Linked DNA regions of Mus musculus: all the other regions are linked to region 2. The links are chromatin contacts, called in public ChIA-PET and promoter capture Hi-C maps. All regions are on one chromosome and are shown on one strand. The core of a region is the stretch at or near the end of the contact, and the rest is flanking DNA. Distances in the headings are between cores, read along the strand shown.

Region 1 (2,700 bases), core at 57-2,556, 300 kb after region 2:
AGCGAGGCAAGCTCGTGCCGGCCTGCACAGGGCCCGGGACACCTTCGCGTCGGGCATCAGACGGAGACTCCTGCCAACTTCCCAACAGCAGTCCGACTCAGCGGATCTGGCTGTGCGTGGGTCCCGCCCGCCCGGTGCCCCACTGGGCACCGCGCCTGCGCCTGCGCCTCCGCCCCCACCCAGCACCGCCTTCATGAGCGCCCCAGAGCGCTGCACGTAGCGGGCTGACGTCAGCCCTCCGCAGGTCCCTGAGCCCCGAACGCCGAAACCCCCTGGAGCGCCGCCAAGCTTCTAAATGCAGGCTGTTGCTGGGCCGTAGCCGCCGCTCCCATTGGCTGGCTCCGGAGCCAATGGGCGGCGCCAGCGCAGCCGCCCAGCCCCCCTCCCGCTTCCGCCCCACCACTCGAGCGAGCGTCACGGAAACTTCCCTCCCGAGTAAACAGCCGCCCCGCCCCCACCGGCCCTACCTCCTTCGCGAGTGGGGGCTGTCTGTGGAGCAGGGCAGTGGCCGCCAGACCTCGCTCCTCCTGCGCGACGATTGGCCCCGGCGCCGGGCTGCGACCACCCTCCAGGCTCGGCCGGTGCTGCTGGAACTGGTGGAAGCGGCTGGGCAGCTGCCCGGCCGGGCTGGCCCGCACCTTTTTCTTCCGCCGCTTCTTGGGCGCCGCCCGCGGGGCAGCCGCCGGGGCCAAGGTGCAGCCGGACGGCGCGGTGGTGCGAGGCGCGGGCGCCAGGCACGGCCCGTCCCCCCCGAGGAAGTGCGGCAGGAAGAGGGTGGGTGGCAGCGCGCGCGGGTCCGGAAGGCGCGGCAAGGGCGGCGGGGCCGGGTTCACCATCGGGAGGGCCCCGAGGAACCCGAGCGGCGCTAAGCGGCCGCTCAGAGCGAGATCTCGCTGTGGGACGGAGACGACGGTCATGGCGCGGGGACTCGGCAGAAAGGCGGGGAGCAGGAGTCACGGGGCGGCGGCGGAGGCTGCTGCTGGAAGGTTCGGAGCAAGGACCATGACTCGGGCGAGGCGGCGCAGCAACAAATAGCGCTGGCCACCGCGGCCAGTGTTGTTACCCGAGGCCCCGCCCCGTGCCCGCCCACCTCCCTGCGGCGGCCCAATCCGCGTGCGCCTGCCAGGCCACTCCCTCGGTCCCGCCTCCGCGCCCCGAGGCAAGACACAAACAAGCAGCCTGCTGCAGCCCTTCACAAAGAGCGCACGTTGCGCAGGCGCGCCCAACGGGCTCTTACCGAGAGTGTCCCGTGAACAATGAAGTTCGACTTCTGCCTCACCTCCCTGGCAGCGATCCTTTGGGGTAGCCTGGGGGTGGGGCAGGGGAGGAGGAGGAGAGAGGCGGTGGAGGAACTAGGAAGCTTCTGACCTCCAGAAAGGACTGCTTTGTAGGTTTTCGATTTCAGCCCTACATAAAAATTTTAAGAGATTTCGGAGAACACTAAGGATTTATTTCACTAAGGATTTACAGCACTGGTGAAGATCTGCCTCCATTTAACCTACAGTGAAATTTGGCTATGTGGTTTCTCATTCGGTTTTCCGACGCTGCCAATTAACCCTGGTGGTGAAAATAAAAAAGGGTTTACTGAAGGATTCTTCAGCTCATCAGAAGTACTCTATAATGCCGAAAATGGGCCTTTAATTTTTTACTGCCTTTATAGCTAAAGATCTCTGGGAGTCTCTTGAGATCTCACATTGCCCCTGAAACTTGATGCTGCTGCCAACCAATTGGCCTTTGTCCCACCCAGAGAAAACAGCTCTGCTACAGTTGCTAGCTAACTGGGTTAACAGAATTCTCTACTCACAGTTTAATACAGAAAAGAACTGTAGACACCAGTTACCAAATAGGACCTCAGAACCAATTTCTGTAATTCATCTTGTTTGAAACATACTTCTTTAATGATTGGGGCTTTATTTATTTAGTTTCCTCTTTTTTCTTTCTTCGAGATGGCGTTACTCTTTGTGTAGCCCAGGCTGTACTCTGTACTCGATCTGTAGACCAGGCTGGCCTCGAACACAGAGATACACCAGTCTCTGCCTCCCTAGTGCTGGGATTAAAGGCCCATGTCACCATTGTCCAATAATTTTTTTTTAATCATTTTACAGTAAGGCATACAAGAGACTAAAGAATTAGACACAAATCATTAAAAAATTAACAGAAGAATCTGAACTCTGGTCTAGGTATGGCAAGGTCAAGACCTGTAACACTAGCTCCTGGAGAGGCAGAAGTAGAGGATGGGAAATTTCTAGTGTAGGGAATTTAATGAGACTCTGCCTCATAATAAAAAGAGCAGGGCATCTAGATGGATCAGTGAGTAATTAAAATGCTTGCTATATAAGCCTAGCAGCCTGAGTCCCATCCCTGTAAGCCACCTAAAAATGAAAGACAGCCAAAACCACAAAGTGGCCCTCTGACTTCCAAACACATTCTGCCGCAAACCTGCTTCCACTACACACACACACACACACACACACACACATAGACACACACACACTGTGAGGAGAACAGAAGATGGGAATGAGCTAGGAGGTTAGAGGCAGGGAATAGTTCCATTGTCTTTGGCCAGCAGTAGGGAATGTCTTTGTTCTCAGGCTAGAGATCCCAGAAGGGAGCCCTGACATCTTACTTCTTTCTACACAGCCACTCCCAGTACATTGATTCTTTGATAGTGAACAGATGATGGTGAAAGTCAGGAATATC
Region 2 (2,700 bases), core at 135-2,634:
ATATTTGTGAAGTTGTGGGCTGCCACGTGGGTGCTGAGAACTGGCCCTGGGTCCCCTGGAAGAGATGCCAATGCTCTTAACTGCTGAGCCATCTCTCCAGCCCCTTGGGCTAGCATTTTTATTGTGATGGTTTTGATTTTAAAAATCAGCTTTGGTTAGACTTCTCAACAATTTATAACTAACTGTTGTCTGGTGTCCAATTTTCCCTCATTTTTTTTCTCAGACTGCTCCTTCCCTCAAGCTGAGAGGGCAGAAACCCCTCCTAATTGTAATATGAATTCCTAGTTTATTTATGTTGTGTGTGTGTGTATGAACCTCAGCCCATGAAGAGGTCAGAGGACACCACGACTGGTGAGAGAGTCAGTTCCACCTTGTCACACCTTCTGCGAATCAAACTCCAATTGTCTGGTGGCAAGAGTCTGCCAGATGAGCCATCCTCTGGCCATTGTATTCTCAGGATAAAACAAAACAAAACTTACTCACCATATGCTAAGTATACAATCAGGGTAACAAAGGAAGTTAATTATCCCAACTACTCACGTAACAGATATTTTAAAGATGAGAAACCGTTAGTCAGTATCAATCTGAACACTTGGGACAACCTCGCACCTGGGTGTGATTGGTCACTGTCCAAGTTCTTTCCATTACATTCAATCAGTATCAATTTAATACACATGGCTACCACCAGCCAAGAGCCTCGCCTCACAGGAACGATGCCCGCCATAAAGCCTGATGTCAACTTCAAGGTTATGTATGATGCTTTCAGTTCACAGCTCTAACTATTAAGGCTTGAAGACGTGGGTTTTCCAGTCGCACACCTAACTGGTGGTTTCACAACTCAGTCTCATGCCATCAAAGTGGTAAACACACACACACACCTTACCACCACGTGAATTCTCTCAATGCACTTCGGGGGAAACGTTCTTGGCCAGCTTCACAAAGTACAACTCCTTTTGGATCAGCCATAATGATCCCCCTTCTCTCCAGCTCCCCAAATCTACAGGAAGCGATACATTTCAATGCCCTAGGCAAGTAAGAGAATCCTGAGCCCGAAAGGCGGCGCACAAGGCCCTAAGGCCCCGCGGGACCAGCCGTGCTCCAAACGACCGTGGGAACTGCCCTTGCCCTGGGCTGCGGAAGAGTTTGCAGGGCAAGCACTTCCCCACACGCGCGACGTCGAGAGCGCCCGGAGCCAGACGGCCACTAAGGAGCGCGCCCCTGCCAGCGACGCCCCCTCCCAGTGTCCCCATGAGCGCTCCTGGAGGATTACTAGCACTCGCAGGAGCCGGCGACTATGCCCAGTACCTTTCGCTCCCGCGCCGGCCGGCCGCTCCGCACGGAGCTCGCGGGCCGCTGCGCTCCTTGCCCGCAGCCGCTCGCCCCACGCTCCACCGCGCGTGGCCTGGATGCCTGAGGGCCCCGCCGGCCCCGCCCCATACTCCACGCCACGCCCCTCGGGCCACGCCCCACCCGGCTGTCCGCAGGGCTACAGCGCCCCGCAGCGGCCGCTGGTCATTGCACACGATCCTCCCGAACCGCACATCCCGGAGGTGCGGGGTGGCTCCCACTGGGACCCACGAGCAGCGGGAGGACACCCGCGCTGAGGGCTGTTTCCTCAGCGGCATCGGGCACCAGGCGCACCAATTGGATGGACTGAGCGGAGAACCCTCCAGCCCTCCACCTGTGGCCGGCTTTCTGGAGCCGATGGAAACCGAGGAAGCTGCTGCAAAGAGAGGGTCGGGCATCCTCTCTCCCGCTGCTGCCTGGTGAAGGACCAGCAGGGACATCAGTCCTCACCCGCGGGTTCCAAGTACGCCTTACATACTGTTGTCTTGACTGTTTTTGTCTCTCACTGCCACAGCTACTTTTTCAGTACCTAAAAGAGCTCCCCGGGCAGCATAAACTAGGGGGTTACACTCCAACAAATGTCTGCAACATCTGGCCTATGTGAGCCTGCCTCAAGAAGAAAAGAAAAAGAACAACTTACTGAGCGATTTAGGAGTGTGGTAAGCCTGGAGCCTAATGTAAACAAAAGGTTACTTCAAAGAATGTGTTTATTTCAAATTCATAGCAGTCCCAATGACCAGGCTCAGATAATCAATGCTATTTCCAGCCTTATATGAATGCCATTCTACTCAAGAAAAATCTCATGGGGTTGGCTGCTCAGGACTTAGTGGGTAAAGTGCGCTCTGATGAAGCATGAGAACCCAAATTCAAATCCCTCAGCACCGATATACATATAAATGCAAGCAAGAAAGTTAACACACATACATGCACACATGCAGGCATGCATGCGCGCGCATGTGCATGCTCTCTCTCTCTCTCTCACGCACGCGCACACGCACACGCGCACACGCACACACACACACACACGATCTGATGACAAATGAGTGATGGAACCTTTTGCTCACAGAGGTGGAGAGGTCAGCAGGTAGAACGGTGAACATGACGCTTCGATCTTACCTGAGGCTGGTGATAAATTTACGGTGAAGCGATTTTTTTTTTTCACACCCTCTCTGGAATATAGCTGGGTTTCAAGGAGAGAACCTCCTTTTCCTTAGAGTATCTGTTTCCTTTTGCCTCCTGAAAGCTTCAAACAGGAGACACTCCAAAACCCCCTCCCCGCCCACCCTAGAAGAGAGTTAAGCACTTGATCCTCCGAAACTATTTGGGAATGCTCCCCCACTCTGCGCCCCCTAC
Region 3 (2,700 bases), core at 130-2,629, 260 kb after region 2:
TGTACAGCATCGCCTGCTGCTTTGAAGAGATGATTCAACAAAGCAGTACTTTTGGTTATAAAGCCTACAACTTTGGATGAATATGATTTAAAAAAAAAAATCTAGGACACGGAGGGCTTTTAGTCTGGACCCTCAAGAGTACCAGAAAAAAACATCGAAAAAGCAATAACACATAGCTATATTAGTTACTGAACATGGTTGCTTAAGACACCGGCCAAGCTTAATGCAGTATTCCTTTTGTCAAACTATTATTTTTATTGTATGTGTAAGTGTTTTGCCTACTTGTGTGCCTTGCATCCCACTGAGGCCAGAAGAGGGTGTTGGACACCCTGGAACTGTAAGCCACCACGTGGACACTGGGAGAGGAACCCGGCCGGGTCCACTGCAAGAGCAGCAAGCGCTCTTGACTGCTGAACCTTCTCTCCAGCCCCCACCTCGAAGCTACCCCGGTGTAATATCATTTAGTCATCTGCACTTGAAAATGTTCCTGCCTCAGGCTCTCCTACAGGAAGCTGTTGTACTAAAAGAAGTACTTAGCTGCTTCAAAACAGATCTAGAAATTGTAAGAGTAGATCTATGCGCTATCAGTAATGACAGGTCTCAGTTGGCTGGCCTCCAGCTCCTCTATAGTAGATAACTTTTGACCTCCCTGCCATCACTCCTCACCGTCCTCCCCCCCCCCCCCCCCATGCCCTGGGATGACAGGTTCTGCCATAGTCTCTGCTCAGGTACTGGAACAGCGTGCATCCTGCAGGCTAGACAATCACTCTTCCATTGAGTTACATCCCTAGTCTTTTCAAGATAAGTTTCATTAAACCACCAAATGCGTGGCATTATTACACCAGCTCCACTAACCAATACACAGTACTCTCAATTTTCCTAGCATTAAACCCAGCCTGATGTGGAGCCCACTACAAAAGGAATTCTAGGCCTGAGTAAACAAGCAAACAAAAGACCCCAGCCTGCTCTCCCGTCTGGGTTTCTTTGATGCTTACCCTGTTTATTGCCTCGAGGCCTTTTTGCTTAAGCTGCAGTACTGCAGCAGTTCCCCCCACCCCCACCCCCACGCCCGTGTTCAGTCTTTCTTCCCTGAGGGTCGAGTTGATCTCTTTAGGGAAAGGCTGTGGCTAAGCTTGCATGCCCACAAGTGGCTCCCTGACCCTGCACATGGCTCTTTCGAAGCCCTGTCATGAGATCTTTTTCTGGGGCTGTTTGGGAGAGGCAGGTCTCCCTTGGAGCACCTAGCTGGCCTGCAGCGATGGGGGATCGGATCTATTCCCTAGAGGCCCGGGCAGTGGCAAGGTCTGTGCTCGCGCGGCCGCGCAGGCCCCGCGCCCCCCGCCCGCGTCTGCGGCTGCGCGGCCGGCCCGGGAGGGGGCGCGGCGGGCTGCTGGGAGCGGGGCCGCGAGAGGCATGTCTCGCTACACCAGGCCCCCCAACACCTCCCTGTTCGTCAGGAACGTCGCAGACGCCACCAGGTGAGTGGAGACCGGACCCCGCGGGGGCACGGGCCGGGGCGCCGGGTTGTCGGGGTACGGGGTGGGCAGTGGGGGGCTGTCTGGATGACGATGCCGCCCGGGTACCCCGGGTGCCGAGCTGCAAGCTGTTGGGGTGCCATTTGGGCGTCAGGGTACCGGTCTTGTGTTGGGGCACTGGCCGGGTGTTGGGAATGCTGGCCAGGTGTCGTAGGGGTGCCACTGCGGGCTGTCGGAGTATCTGGGTTTTGGGGTGTGGGCGAGGTGTTGGGGTGCGGTCGTGATGTCAGGTGTTGGCCCGGCGTCAAGGTGCGGGCTGGGTGGCTCCGGCTGTGGTGGCAGTGCTGGCCCTGGCTCTGGTGGCACTGCGCTCTGCAGGCGCCGCCCACTAACCTTCCGGAGGAACTGGGGCTGTCTCCTCCCCAGGATGCACACCTTAGGCCTTGCAATTTCCTCTGCACTGTTCAGACAGTGATTATGGCCCACATTTAATATACAAAAGACTAGTCAGTTCGATTTCTATGGTTTTCTTTGAGTCCTGGGAACAGTCTTAGGCTTCATTATGGTGCAGGAAGTCTTTATTTCCTCCATCCCTCTTTGAAAATTCTGTCCAGATGGTTGCCAGGCATAGAGCTGAAGAAATGCCCTTTTTTCAGACTAGCGCACCTTTTCCTTTAATAGGAGCCGGAGAGAGAATGGGAGGCGTGACACTAATAGACACCTTCATCTTTCATTGGAATTACTTAATCCCCCGTTCTAGTTCTGCCATCTTGGCCACCTATGGAAAAGTTGAAGTTCAAGGGTTTTAAGGAGTTACCTGGACCTAAACAGGCACAAATGTACGCAGCTCTTCAGTTGTTAGTTATCTGAAGTAATCATAATGTATGTTTTGTTTTGTTTTTGTTTTTGTTTTTGTTTTGTTTTGTTTTGTGAGAGAGAGAGAGAGAGAGAGAGAGTAGTATCTAGTCTAGGCTGACCTTGTACTTCTGATCCTGTTACCTTGGCCTCCCTCCCAAGTCCTGGCATTGCAGGTGACCCCCACCACCAAGCTGGGGATTTACTTTTAGGAGAATTAAGAACTTTAAATTTAATCACTGTAAATATTTATGTCACTACTGTAGACTGTGAGTTAATAGAATTTTAAAAGATTCCTGGGTTTTATGGTTCTTCTCTACCTGTTTATCCAAACATCCTCACACAGGAAGCAAAATTAATATTTGGGTAG

The links. Promoter capture Hi-C pulls out the DNA fragments that hold promoters and counts their contacts. ChIA-PET counts read pairs in DNA pulled down with a chosen protein or histone mark.
Region 1: a contact with region 2 is called in an RNA polymerase II ChIA-PET map of memory CD8 T cells, with 61 read pairs. The contact joins the promoter of Pnrc1 here to the promoter of Ankrd6 in region 2. A contact is called at or near these places in 2 of 39 promoter capture datasets (embryonic stem cells and hippocampal neurons) and 6 of 115 datasets of contacts at active chromatin or transcription factors (bone marrow-derived macrophages, embryonic stem cells and memory CD8 T cells).
Region 3: a promoter capture Hi-C map of stem cell-derived epiblast-like cells shows a contact between it and region 2, with 2.1 times the contacts expected there. The contact joins the promoter of Srsf12 here to the promoter of Ankrd6 in region 2. A contact is called at or near these places in 5 of 39 promoter capture datasets (cranial neural crest, embryonic stem cells, hippocampal neurons and 2 more), 5 of 484 Hi-C or Micro-C datasets (the N1E-115 cell line and embryonic stem cells), 2 of 115 datasets of contacts at active chromatin or transcription factors (memory CD8 T cells and pro-B cells) and 2 of 9 other capture datasets (adipose tissue and embryonic stem cells).

The regions. Positions count from the first base shown.
Region 1 is chr4:33,247,481-33,250,180 of GRCm38.p6, forward strand. It overlaps Pnrc1 (proline-rich nuclear receptor coactivator 1), which reads right to left and starts at 1,307. Exons shown (of 2, transcript NM_001033225.2): 1 at 468-1,307. The coding sequence starts at 917.
Region 2 is chr4:32,949,442-32,952,141 of GRCm38.p6, forward strand. Ankrd6 (ankyrin repeat domain 6) reads right to left here and starts at 1,385. Exons shown (of 16, transcript NM_001012451.1): 1 at 1,306-1,385.
Region 3 is chr4:33,207,893-33,210,592 of GRCm38.p6, forward strand. It overlaps Srsf12 (serine and arginine-rich splicing factor 12), which reads left to right and starts at 1,380. Exons shown (of 5, transcript NM_001372518.1): 1 at 1,380-1,478. The coding sequence starts at 1,414.